2 separate regions of the Gossypium hirsutum genome follow, and region 2 is linked to region 1. Evidence: chromatin contacts called from public Hi-C data. All regions are on one chromosome and are shown on one strand. The core of a region is the stretch at or near the end of the contact, and the rest is flanking DNA. Distances in the headings are between cores, read along the strand shown.

What was found. Hi-C and Micro-C count contacts between places; a contact is called where the count stands out from the background.
Region 2: a contact with region 1 is called in a Hi-C map of hypocotyl, with 4 times the contacts expected there. The contact joins the promoter of LOC107929409 here to the enhancer-like site in region 1. A contact is called at or near these places in 5 of 34 Hi-C or Micro-C datasets (anther, hypocotyl, leaf and 1 more).

What each region holds. Positions count from the first base shown.
Region 1 is chrA08:109,803,196-109,809,166 of Gossypium_hirsutum_v2.1, forward strand. No RefSeq gene overlaps it. Among protein-coding and RNA genes, the nearest start is that of LOC121205179, 29 kb to the left of the region's middle. Within about 2 kb of position 1,411, at least 1 of the 9 cell types and tissues checked has an H3K27ac peak or open chromatin away from gene starts, as enhancers often do. A contact at or near this core is called in hypocotyl, where this site is marked.
Region 2 is chrA08:109,964,994-109,970,673 of Gossypium_hirsutum_v2.1, forward strand. LOC107929409 (protein MODIFYING WALL LIGNIN-2) reads left to right here and starts at 4,288. Exons shown (of 3, transcript XM_016860822.2): 1 at 4,288-4,807; 2 at 4,883-5,082. The coding sequence starts at 4,703.

The DNA.
Region 1 (5,971 bases), core at 161-2,660:
GTAGGAGTTGTCCGGATATCGAATAGATTCATAAAACCTCCAAAAGGTACTTCCTTTGCAAGTTTTTTGTTTTCTGCAGTCTTGTAGCTCTTAGAATGAGTTAGGGTCGGGTTTTCCCCTTGGCACCTTTTATATCTTGGAATATTTTCTTCCAAGTTATCAGCAGTTCTACAACGGGCATATGAAAAAGCCATCCTTTTATTTGTAAATTGTACTAGCTTCCTTGTATATGTGGCCTTTTCAGCATGCATGCGGTAGTTTTACTTTTTGTTCTTTTTTTAATTTCTGATGATATCAAGTAATATTCTATCTCATCTTGAATTTTGGCTTGGTTGACATCTTAATGGAAAGAGTGAGTTCAAGCAATGTTTATATCTTTTCTTTTTTGTTTCTCTATATCGTTCTTTTGCAGTTAGTAATTAATTTAAGAGTTAAAATTTCATAAACGAGCTATACATATTAAAATTTATTTATTAATAAGTAACACTATGTGTCAAGTTTTTCTCAATTAATTTTTTATTTATTAATATCTAACACAAATTTAATCTATCATTCTTAAATTTAATTTACATATTTAATGTATGTGTAATATGTATCTAAATTTAACATATATTAATATACCAAATGCACTTAAAAGTTAAGATTCTACAATTGTTTCCAAACTTCAAAATATTCTAATTGAACTTTTAAAGAATCAATATCATATTAATTGGGTTCTTCGCCATCTTGCTCATTATTAGCTTAGGCGTTAATTGACAACTTAAATATGATGTAAAATATATTTAAAATATATGACTCAAATTATAAATAAATGTACATCTACTACATTTATAGCTTGGATCTAATTTGTTAAAAAAGAGAGAAAAAAACTCTTAAATTTTATTGATACAATATTTTTTTAATATGTTACATTCATTCTAACGTATATATTTATAATTTAATTTATGTGTTTTAAATATATTCTATATGATATTTAAATTGACATTTAAAAATTAAATAAACTTTTAAATTGATAAAATAATATGATTAATGCAATAGTAATATTTTAAAATTTTAATTAAAATATTTTATAATTTAAGAATCTACTCAAAATGAGGGTGATACTTTAGATATGTTTGATAGAATTAACTATATTATTAACTTTTTTATAAAAAAAATTAAAATCCTGGCTGAATGTGATTGTTATGACTTAATTGTTTAATATGATATGACCAACTACAGTTGCCTTCTCGTCCGTCTCAGAAACTGAGTGACAAAAGAGACATCGACAATATATCACATCACATCGCAGATTTTTTCCCTTTTGTTAATGATGCCCAGCAAAAAGTGTAGCTAGTGCACCACTGTCCTTTGACAATAGCATAAATTCAGGATAGTATAAAATAATTATCAAGATAATAATTAAGTTTCTTGCCATGGCTTGGCCTTGGCCCCAGAATCGGATTTGGACAATCTAAAATAACTTTCTCATTTAACTAGCTAGGCATGAATTTGCTTTATTTGTTAGAATTTAGAAAGTGGTCTATATATGCCCTGGGCTTTGGTATCTTCGATTAAATGAAAAATAAATCATTTCAACTTTTCTAATTTCTTTTATTAAAATTAATTTTTACTATTATATGTGTTGTATTTAATTTTACACGTTTAATATTTAATTAATTTTTTAACATATTATATTTTAATTACAACAATCAACATAAAATAATATGTTTATTTAAATTATTGAATATAATTAAAATATATTAACTTATCAATTCAAATATTATAATATAAAATTTTTAAATAATATCGGATTTTGCTCAACAACGGTGCCAAACTTCGAGCTGGTTACCAGCCGCCTTTTTCCTCTCCCATCAACTATTTATTTCTTTCTTCTTATCATTCACTACACATATCTTCTCTCTTTCAGTTCGCAGATCTATTTTGTGGGTATCTTTATTGTTTTTGCAAGTTGTGATGGACAAATGACGGTGTCTGCCATTCACTAAAACTCTAGTGGCCACCAATAGTCTTTTCGTGAAAAGTGGGTGACTTTTCATCAACTTCTTAATCTGTTTTTGTTTTGAGAGTATTTTAGAATAAAAAATGATTTTACGTGTCGATTTAGACCCATGTTATCTTAAGTTTTATATTTTTTTGTTTGTTTTTCCATTGCTTAATAAGTCTTCAGTTTTAGAAGTTTTTGTCTGATCTTGTAGCTTGTTTTTCAGTCTTATTTATGCATGCAATCTTAGTTTTACAAGTGATTTTAGGGATTATTTGTTGTTGTCCTCCCTAATTTGGTAAATGCTCGATTTTCTTTCGATTTTTGCTCTCCGCTTTGAACTATTCGAGTCTGATTTTCTTATCGTATTAAGTGTTTGCAATCACTCCAGATATGTTGTGCTTGAGTTGTGACAAAGTCAATTGTCAACGTGTCATAATGTTCTATTGATGCTGAGGCTAAAGCCTTTGTTGTGTTGATGGAGCTTGTCCTTAACCATCTACAACGACTTTTTGCTATTTTGTTATCTGAATTGTATGTTTCCATTCATTGAATGAATTAATGAATTTACCTTTCAAAAAATTTTTAAATAATAATTAAATCATTTTTTACATATCCAACATACAATATAGTTTTGGTTATGTAATTAATTCATAGTAATATTATTCAAAATAATATTTAATTAACATGATTAATTTTAATAGTCATTAAGTGATAATTATTATGCTAATAATTTTATTCAAATAATAACTCTATTTTACATTAATAAAAATAGTATAAGTTCTTTTTTAAGATAAAATTAGCATAATGTTTGTTTAGGTAAAAAAAATTAATTAATAATGGTAAAATATAATTATGATTATCACATCTTTTTTTTTTCTATATATTTTATGGAGTTAATTGCACATAATTTCCTAAAGTAAGACTTTCATTTTAAATTAATCCTAAAACTTTAAAACATTCTAATTAGATATTATGTAACATAATTTAAAATGAAACTTTTAAAGAAAAATGAATATTGTAAAAATGGAAGTTGTAAGAATCTTGATTTTGAGGTTTTCAAAGATTTTACATATACAATCATTCACTTTCTCTTTTTGAAGGGTTTTACTATATTTTTAGTTTTTCACTTTTATTAAAAAATTATTTTAAATTATGTTACATAAGATTTTATGTGTCATTGAATAGTTAAATTAATGGTTTGAATAATGGAAGGACATGATTGATATAACATTGATAGTTTGGGGATGTAATTAGAACATTTTGAAGTTTAGAGATTGATTTAAAATGAAGGTTGTAATTTGAATATGTCTTGTGCAATTAACTCATATTTTATGCTTAGAGTTCTATTTAAGTAATAACTTTATTTTAAAATTAGTACAAGTTTTTTAATTAATAATTGTAATTTAAATTCTAATTATTTTTAAATGTGTATTTATCACAACTTCTATTAAATTATAACTATTTTTAAATATATAAGTATCGCAACTTCTATTTTATTTAAACTTGTTTTAACTAACAATTCTAAATCAAATATTATAATTATTTTAAAATATGAATTTAGCAATATGATGGAAAATAAAAGGCATTTTTGTCAATTCAAAAGTTTTTCCAAACTTTTGTTTTTATATATATTATAGATAATTTAAAAATAATTGTTGAATCGAACAGTTGTTAATTGCTTTTAAAACACTAAGTGCTAAATGAAAGTGCTTGACTGACTTGACCACTTCAGATGCTACTGCAATGAACACTGTAAACAAAGTAAACATAGGATACAAGAAATTATTTACACAGTTTAGTTTCCTTACGTCCTCAAAGCCTATTTCAATGAGTAAATCTACTATCTTTAATCTTCAATACAACAAGCAATTCAATTTCTATCACTCTCCTAATTTATCAACCTCATTTTTCTATCTTAAAGACCTAGATCACTCACGTCTAAATTCTCTCACTGAAAACTTAGGTTGTAAACACAATCTGTTTACTCACAAATGCACTTAAAAAATACATTCCTAAACAATAAAATGCTCTAAAAATCAATATAAAACTTATATAAGTCTCTCAAATATAGAGAAGTCGAAACTTGCTAACATTCTAGAGATCAATTACAATCCAATCCATTAGCTATAAACTAGCAAAGTACAATATACTAATAAAGGCCAATGTAAAGTGGACTGTTAAAGATTCATTCTTCAATTGTATCTTCAATACTATTTCAGTCTATTCTCCTCAATCCAAGGGATCTAATTTCTTGATCTGATCTAATCCAATCTTCAAGGATAATTGCTTTAAATGGATTGGTCTTCAAAGTCAACCTTGCATACATTAAGAATATCAACACCATTCAAAGCCCAAAGATTTTGTTTTAATAAATTGTCAACTCCAAATATGACAAGTAATAGTTGGTCATTATGATAGTAGAAGTGACCACATCCATTTGGCACTTAGCCAACCACTTCAAAAACTTACCTTAATAATCTCCCTTTTTTGCAATTTTTTTGAACAAAAAAATACCAAACAAACAAATAATGGAATCATCAAAACATCCATAGCTCCCCCTCAACAGAATCCCATTAATCTATCATACTTGACTTAGAACATAATTAAATAGGTTAACCATCAATTATTTGACTAAAATTTGCATCAATAATCTATCATACTTCAATATATGGCCCGTAATATGATAGACATGTCGTGTAAAAATTTTGATACGAAACTTTTATCGATTAACTGTTTAATTACAAGAAGGACTAAATCGCATAAAATGCGAAAGTTGAATTCTAGTAGCTATAAGGATTAAATAGATATGGAATTCAAAACTAGAGGTCTTTATATGGTAATTAGGCCATTAAAGAAAAGTATGTAGATTTTTTTGGTGACTCATCCATGGAAAAATTAGAAAAAAGTAGGGACTAAATTAGAAATCACAAAAATTAAAAGATGATAATTAATTAAAAATAAATTATCATCTTATTTTCATGTCTTCTTCCCCAAAATTTCTATGGAAACCCTAGGAGAAAGGAAGAAAACTTTCCAAGCTTAAAAAGGTATGAAATCAAGTCTCGTTTTTAGTAATTTTTATATTTTTAGAATCAAGATAGTCTAATCTATCTATTCGAGGGATTAATTTGAAAATTTATCAATGTATGAAATTTGGGTCTTGGATGAATATGCTTAAAATTAGAAATTTATGGTAGAAAATGAAAGATTGTTAATAGATAAACAACTTTTACAAAGTGTTTTTTGATGAAAACATGATTTAGGGATTAAAATGTAAAGTTGTAAAATTTGATGAAAAATTCTAAATTTTTATGAATACATGTGCTGTAAATTTTGTAATGGGATTTTGGTTAGGCTTGGAATAGGGAGTAAATTGTACAAATTTCATTTTCTGAACCTAGGGACGAAATTATAATTTATGGAAAAGTTAGGGGCAAATGGTAATTTTGACTAGAACGTAAATTGAGTCCAAATGAGTATGAAATATGAGAAATTGATGATTAAAGCTATTTATATAAATCTGGACAACAGAAATTCGAGGTTAGATTGAGGAAAAGAAAAGGTTTCGGATTAGTAGATTATTTACGTAAACAAGTGTTGAGGTAAGTTCGTGTAACTTAATCGAGCATGTAATTATGTTAAATTAAATGTTGTGATTGTATGAATTGTAATTATCAATTATGTGATTTACTTGGATGTTACAAATATGAGAAATTAATACATTCTTGAAAATGGTAAAAAAAAGGGTTATGTCCTGATTGAATATTGAATTCTGATGAACATATGCGCTTTCTCGAAATGGATGAGGTCTTGCATTTGTTGCGGATGGGATTTAGCTCGGACGAGTAATCTTATTGACCTTATTATAGGAAGGATTTAGCCTAGACAGGTAATCCTGATATAATACCTCTCGAGTATACATTATGATTAGGGTTTATCCTGGACTGGTAATCCTAGTTGAGCTCCTCTGAGCATACGTTATAT
Region 2 (5,680 bases), core at 3,038-5,537, 160 kb after region 1:
TTGATTCCAAAAGTGGCAAATCTTGAATCTCTCTCCAAATTTTGACCAATCAGTCTCTGCACAATTCTTTGATGCAAAAATGGGTCCTTCCGAACCAGTCAAGTTTTTTCCCTAGAAGAAGCATAACAGATAATCTTACTATTGCACAGGAGATCATTCACTCTATGCCTAGGAAATCTGACAAGAAAACATTGATGCTTGTTAAGATTGACTTGGAAAAAGCTTACAACAAACTTGATTAGGGCTTCATTGAGGATACTTTCACTGATATTAGCATTCCAAGTACTATTTGACAGCTTATTTTGCATTTTGTTAGTTCGCTACCATGTAAGTTATCTGGAATGGAAATCTTTCTGATGTCTTTACCCCACCTTGAGGCATACGGTAAGGTAATCCTATTTTACCCTATCTATTTGTTCTTTGTATGGAGCATTTGGCTCAAACTATAAATGTTGAAACCAGAAAGAGGTGTGGAAACCTATAAAGCTCTCTAGGAATGGTCATGGTATTTCTCATCTCTTCTTTACAGACAATTTGGTGTTGTTTAGTGAAGCGTCAATTGACTAGATATTGATTATGGAAAGGGTTCTTGAGAGCTTTTGTACCAATTTTGGCAATAGTGTTAATGTACAGAAAACACAAATATTTTTCTATTAAAATGTTTTCCATGATTTGAAAGAGAATATCAGTTGTGGCTTAGGGTTCTCTCATGTTGGTAATTTGGTGAAGTATCTAGGTGTTCCGCTTTTACATCAGAGGGTAACAAAAGAAACTTTTCAGTACATTATTGATAACACAATGAAAGAATTAATAGGGTGAAAGGCTAAGATGCTTTCTTTAGCAGGTAGAATCATGTTGGTTGATCTGTCGTAATTTGGTGTAGCAAATTAAACTAGTTTTCGCACATTAGGAGCTTGAACATAAGCATTTTGGTTTCCTTTTAATTATGTTTTCACAATTTTAGTTAAATTTAATAAAGTGTGTAATTTGAGTGTTTTATTGACCTTAGGGGCTGAATAAGGCCTAAATGTGAGCTAATATACTTTGTGAATATATAGGAGACCACTAAAAGGCGTATTAATTCGATACTAGTCATTGTGTTACAACACGAAGCATTGGGTGTCACAACACAGGGAGCAGAATACAAGAATTCCAGAACTCCCTTCGATGTCACAACATAACCTAGGGATGTCACGAAATAACTTGGGGATGTCGCGATACACCCTTGAAGACACCCTGAAGATGGAGCATACTACCCTCGATATTGTGACACAGGACCTTGTGTGTCACGACATCACCTCTGTATGGGAAATAATTATAAGTCAGGGGCGTTTTACTCCGCACAATAAAATAGTAAACACGGGGACAACAACTGACCTAGGGTTATGGACGACGACTACTCTAAAATCTATAAATAGGCTAATTTAACACATGTTATGGACAACTTTGATATTGTATAGTTTTCTCTTTAGTTTTAGTCTTTAGTTTCTCCTTTTTCTTAGGTTTTAAATTTTATTTCAGTTCTTGTTATTTGCTTTTGTGGGGAGATCAAATTTGTGAAACACAACCAAACTCTATGAGAATTCAACACTTAATTCTAAATACAAATCAAGCTTCTTCTAAACTTTATTCTCTTGAATTATTCTTCATGTTTATTCTTTCTATCAAGTTTATATTATTTATTAGATCCATGAGGAACTAATCCTCCTGTGGGGGATTAGCGAGTGGAGGTATGATTAATTAACTATTTTGTAAGGGTTTCTTAATGAATCAGTTGTTCAGGAAAGGAAAAACCTAAACCCAAAGGCGAATCTAGGGGGGCTGGCAAAGGCCCCAACCCTTCTTAAAATGGAAAATTGCTATTTACGCTATTAAAAACTATAAAAATTATAAAAAATGATTTAATCATTTAAAAATTATAATGATATAGACTATTAAAAATTAAAATTTCATTCGACCCCCTAAAAAAATTTTCTGGCTTCGCCCCTGCCTAAACCTAGGCCTGATAACCCTAGGAAGTCATTAAGGTGGGAATCAACCTAAATTTTGTGTGGTCTATCTGTAAACACCTTAACCCTAAATCGGTCTGGACTGTGAGGTCAAGAGATAAATATTTATTGCCGACTCATTATTCTAGTAGAAGACCAGAAGATCTTCTAGGATATCGACTAGTTGATTAAATGAGAAAACCTAAAGTGACAGTTGATTATGACTACCGAAGCAAGCTAATCACCCATGACCAGATTTGATATATTTTACTTTTTGATTTCTCGTGTTTTATTTATTTCTTTACTTTCTTTTATTATTATTAATATAGTTTACCAAAACCGTTCTTTTTATTCTTCATAATATAATCCAATTAAAGTACTAATTAAATCTATTCATGTTTAGGCTCCCTTGGGTACAATCCTTGCAGTACTCACCTACTCCGTTGTAACTATATTACAACCTAAATCGTACACTTGCGGATGCTGTTTTTTGTATCTTTTGTATAGGATTTCTACTCTGGATGTTAGTACGTTCGGAGGCGGTTATTGGCAAAGCAATGTTAGCAACTATCCATAATTATATAATGCAATAGAATGTTATTCCGAAGGGAGTTTGCTTTGAAATTGATAAAATTATTTGTAACTCTGTGTAGGGACACATTGAGGAGAAGAAAGGGATAAATCTTTTCAAGTGGAATGATCTCTGCAAAGTTCCAAAACGTGGCAGCATTAGCTTTAACAAGCTTGATTGTCCAAATGATGCTTTCCTCGTAAAAATTGGTTTTAATCTTATCAAGAAACCTAATTAGTTATGGGTTTAGGTTTTCAGAACCAAATATAAATTGAGGGGAAATCTACCTACATCCTTATATATGGGTAATGTGTCATGGTTATGGAAAAGAATTTGTGGTATTTGGCGTAGGATTTGTGATGGTTTTATCTAGAATGTAAGGAATGGCATGAATGTAGATTTTTATAAGGGTAATTGGGTTAAGGAATGTATCCTCTTATTGATGTTTGCACCCAACCCTTATAAATTCCTATTAAACATGTTCCTGTTAAGGATATGGTAACTCGCAATGTGATCGTATTTTCAAGACTACTAGTCTCATAGGGTTTTACTCTTAAATCCGTAAACAAAAAAAAAAAGAAAAAAACTCCATCAACTAGCTAATAATAATATAGAATTATGACAAATTGAGTAACATGTACATTCATCAGCCATGTTTGTATTTGGGCAAACTTATGGTAAATATCTTTCTATGCCTTACACTTAAATTTTCATTTAGTATTGAACACTTTAAGTATAATGAGTGAATGTCGGATTTTATTGCATTTGGTTTTGAAGTAAATGATCGTTAGTGTGTGGTTTATGGGGATTTAGGTTATGGATTGTTATTTCTTATTTTTATTTAAGGTTTTTCAAGTAAAATGTTTATGCTTTAGATGAGATAAAAAGGAAAAACGCAATGGATAAAAATGGAGAAAGGCGAGAAAGGCAATGGATAAAATGTTTATGCTTAAAATTTTAATTTTGATTAAATCATACACATTTAAAGAAATAAATTCATTAATTTATTTTTATATTAAATAACTATAATTATTTATGCATGCGGTATATAAACAAAAAACGATGTTATATCCATAATTGTGTTAATAATTTACAAGAATTGAATCAAATCAAAATTTTATGTTAAAATTACACAAAATCAAAATTCAAGTATACAATTACAATTAAATTATAGTTCATATATAATTTTAATATTTATCCCTATAAAAATATAATAAAGTCTAAGGTTTTGAAAATTTTAGTGTCATGGTTAAATTGTATTATTGTGAGTTTTTTTTTTTTATTCAGTCTAAATTGTATTTTATAAATTTTATATAGAATATGAAAAGATAAAAACATTCCCTACTTTAAGAAATCATTTTTAATGTTTATTAATAGTTAATCAACTCAATATTATCTTAGCTAGGCTAAGAGGCCCGTTCTTAAGGTAGAGGTCCTTAATTTCCAAGGCGAGCTCCCGGATGATTTATAAATATAAAAAATTTAAAATTTAAATAGAAATAATCAATTATTTAAAATAGTCTAGATTTTCAAAACGATTATTATTCTATTTACCCATCATAGTGTTTTAATTATATTAAAAAATGAATTACATGTTACAGAATTTTCTTTTATTCCACGATCACTATATAATTATACTTTCTAAAATAATTTTATTAAAAAATATGAGCTTAGGAATTATTATCAAATAAGATGCTATTATATATATTATCATTCATTTATTCTATTCTACTTACAATGCCCATTTAAAATAAATCAAAGTCTAACAGCCAATTCGCCATTGCGGAATATAGCAAGAAAAAGAGAGGAGAAGAAAGTGCCAGTTATACTCGGTGGTAACTTAATGCTCACTCTTGAGGTGGTGGAATTTAATAAGAAAGTGTTGGTTCAGATTTCACCCATCCAAAAACTTCCCATATAATCTAAACAACTTCCAACTAGGGACAGGGACAGCGACAGAGACATGCATGGTTTCTCTCCTTACAAGCAATGTCAATGAAACAATTGTTTGTAAGAACCCCAAGAAAGCTCGCTCCCACCCCCACCCCACCGCACAGAAACAGGAGCTGGATATTTGATCACCGCCACCACCTCTTCTCTTCACTAACTTCCAACTTCCCAACACAAAGCGGCCACCTGCGATATGGGAAAACATCCACTTGGTTGCGTCTTAACGTTCTCTGTCCTTGCCTCCCTCGGCCTTGTCTCCTTCGCCGCATGTCTGGTTGCTGAGGCAAAGAGATCCAAGGTATGTATATAAATTAATTCATTCCTTGCTATTATTAGTTGATAAGGGTTTTTAATTGGTTTAATTCTCCAGAAGGTTGATTTGAAGTTGGATGGAAAGATGTGTTTCTTGCCTGGAAAGAGTGATGCCTTTGAACTGGGTGTGGCTGCATCAGTCTCTCTCTGCACCGCTCAAATCATAGGGAACGTACTACTCTGTGCAAGTTACTGGTGGAGTGCAAACACAAGAAAGCCTAAAAAACCAACTCTTACTGCAATTTTGCTGGCGTTTTCCTGGTAAGGTGTTGCACTGCATGTGTATTGATTATATTGATGCCACCAGTTATGTGGATTGCCTATGCCAGCCATGTTAACACAAAATTAGGCCACTACTACTACTGCTTGTACAACTGTATTTAAGTGGACCCGACCGGGGAACACCTTCTATAATTGCAATTTTTTTAGCTACAAATGTATTTTTGACCTTTTTAAAAATTAACATTTTTTCTATTTTTTAAGGTATGTACCGGAGGAAGCCTAATAATTAATCCAAAAATTTTATTAACTTTAATCCCGGATTAGAAGGCGGCTTCTTAGACAGTATCATTTTCCTAATCATAAACGAAAAACCTTCATTTTCTTTTATTGTTTTCTTCCTTCCTTTCAATATTTCTAGAATTCCTGGTCAGCAGAAAAAGGTCCAAGTAACGAATTTTCCAATGGAGCTACAAGTGGGTTAATTTGATTGGGTAGAGTAGATCAGAATCTAGAATTTTTAAGGGTTTTTAAGGGATAGATATGAAGGAGATTGGAGACAAACTAGTTGTAGAAAATGGGTGGACAGCTGGAAATATACCCCTTTCTATATCCCACTCCCCCCAGATCAGATCATCCA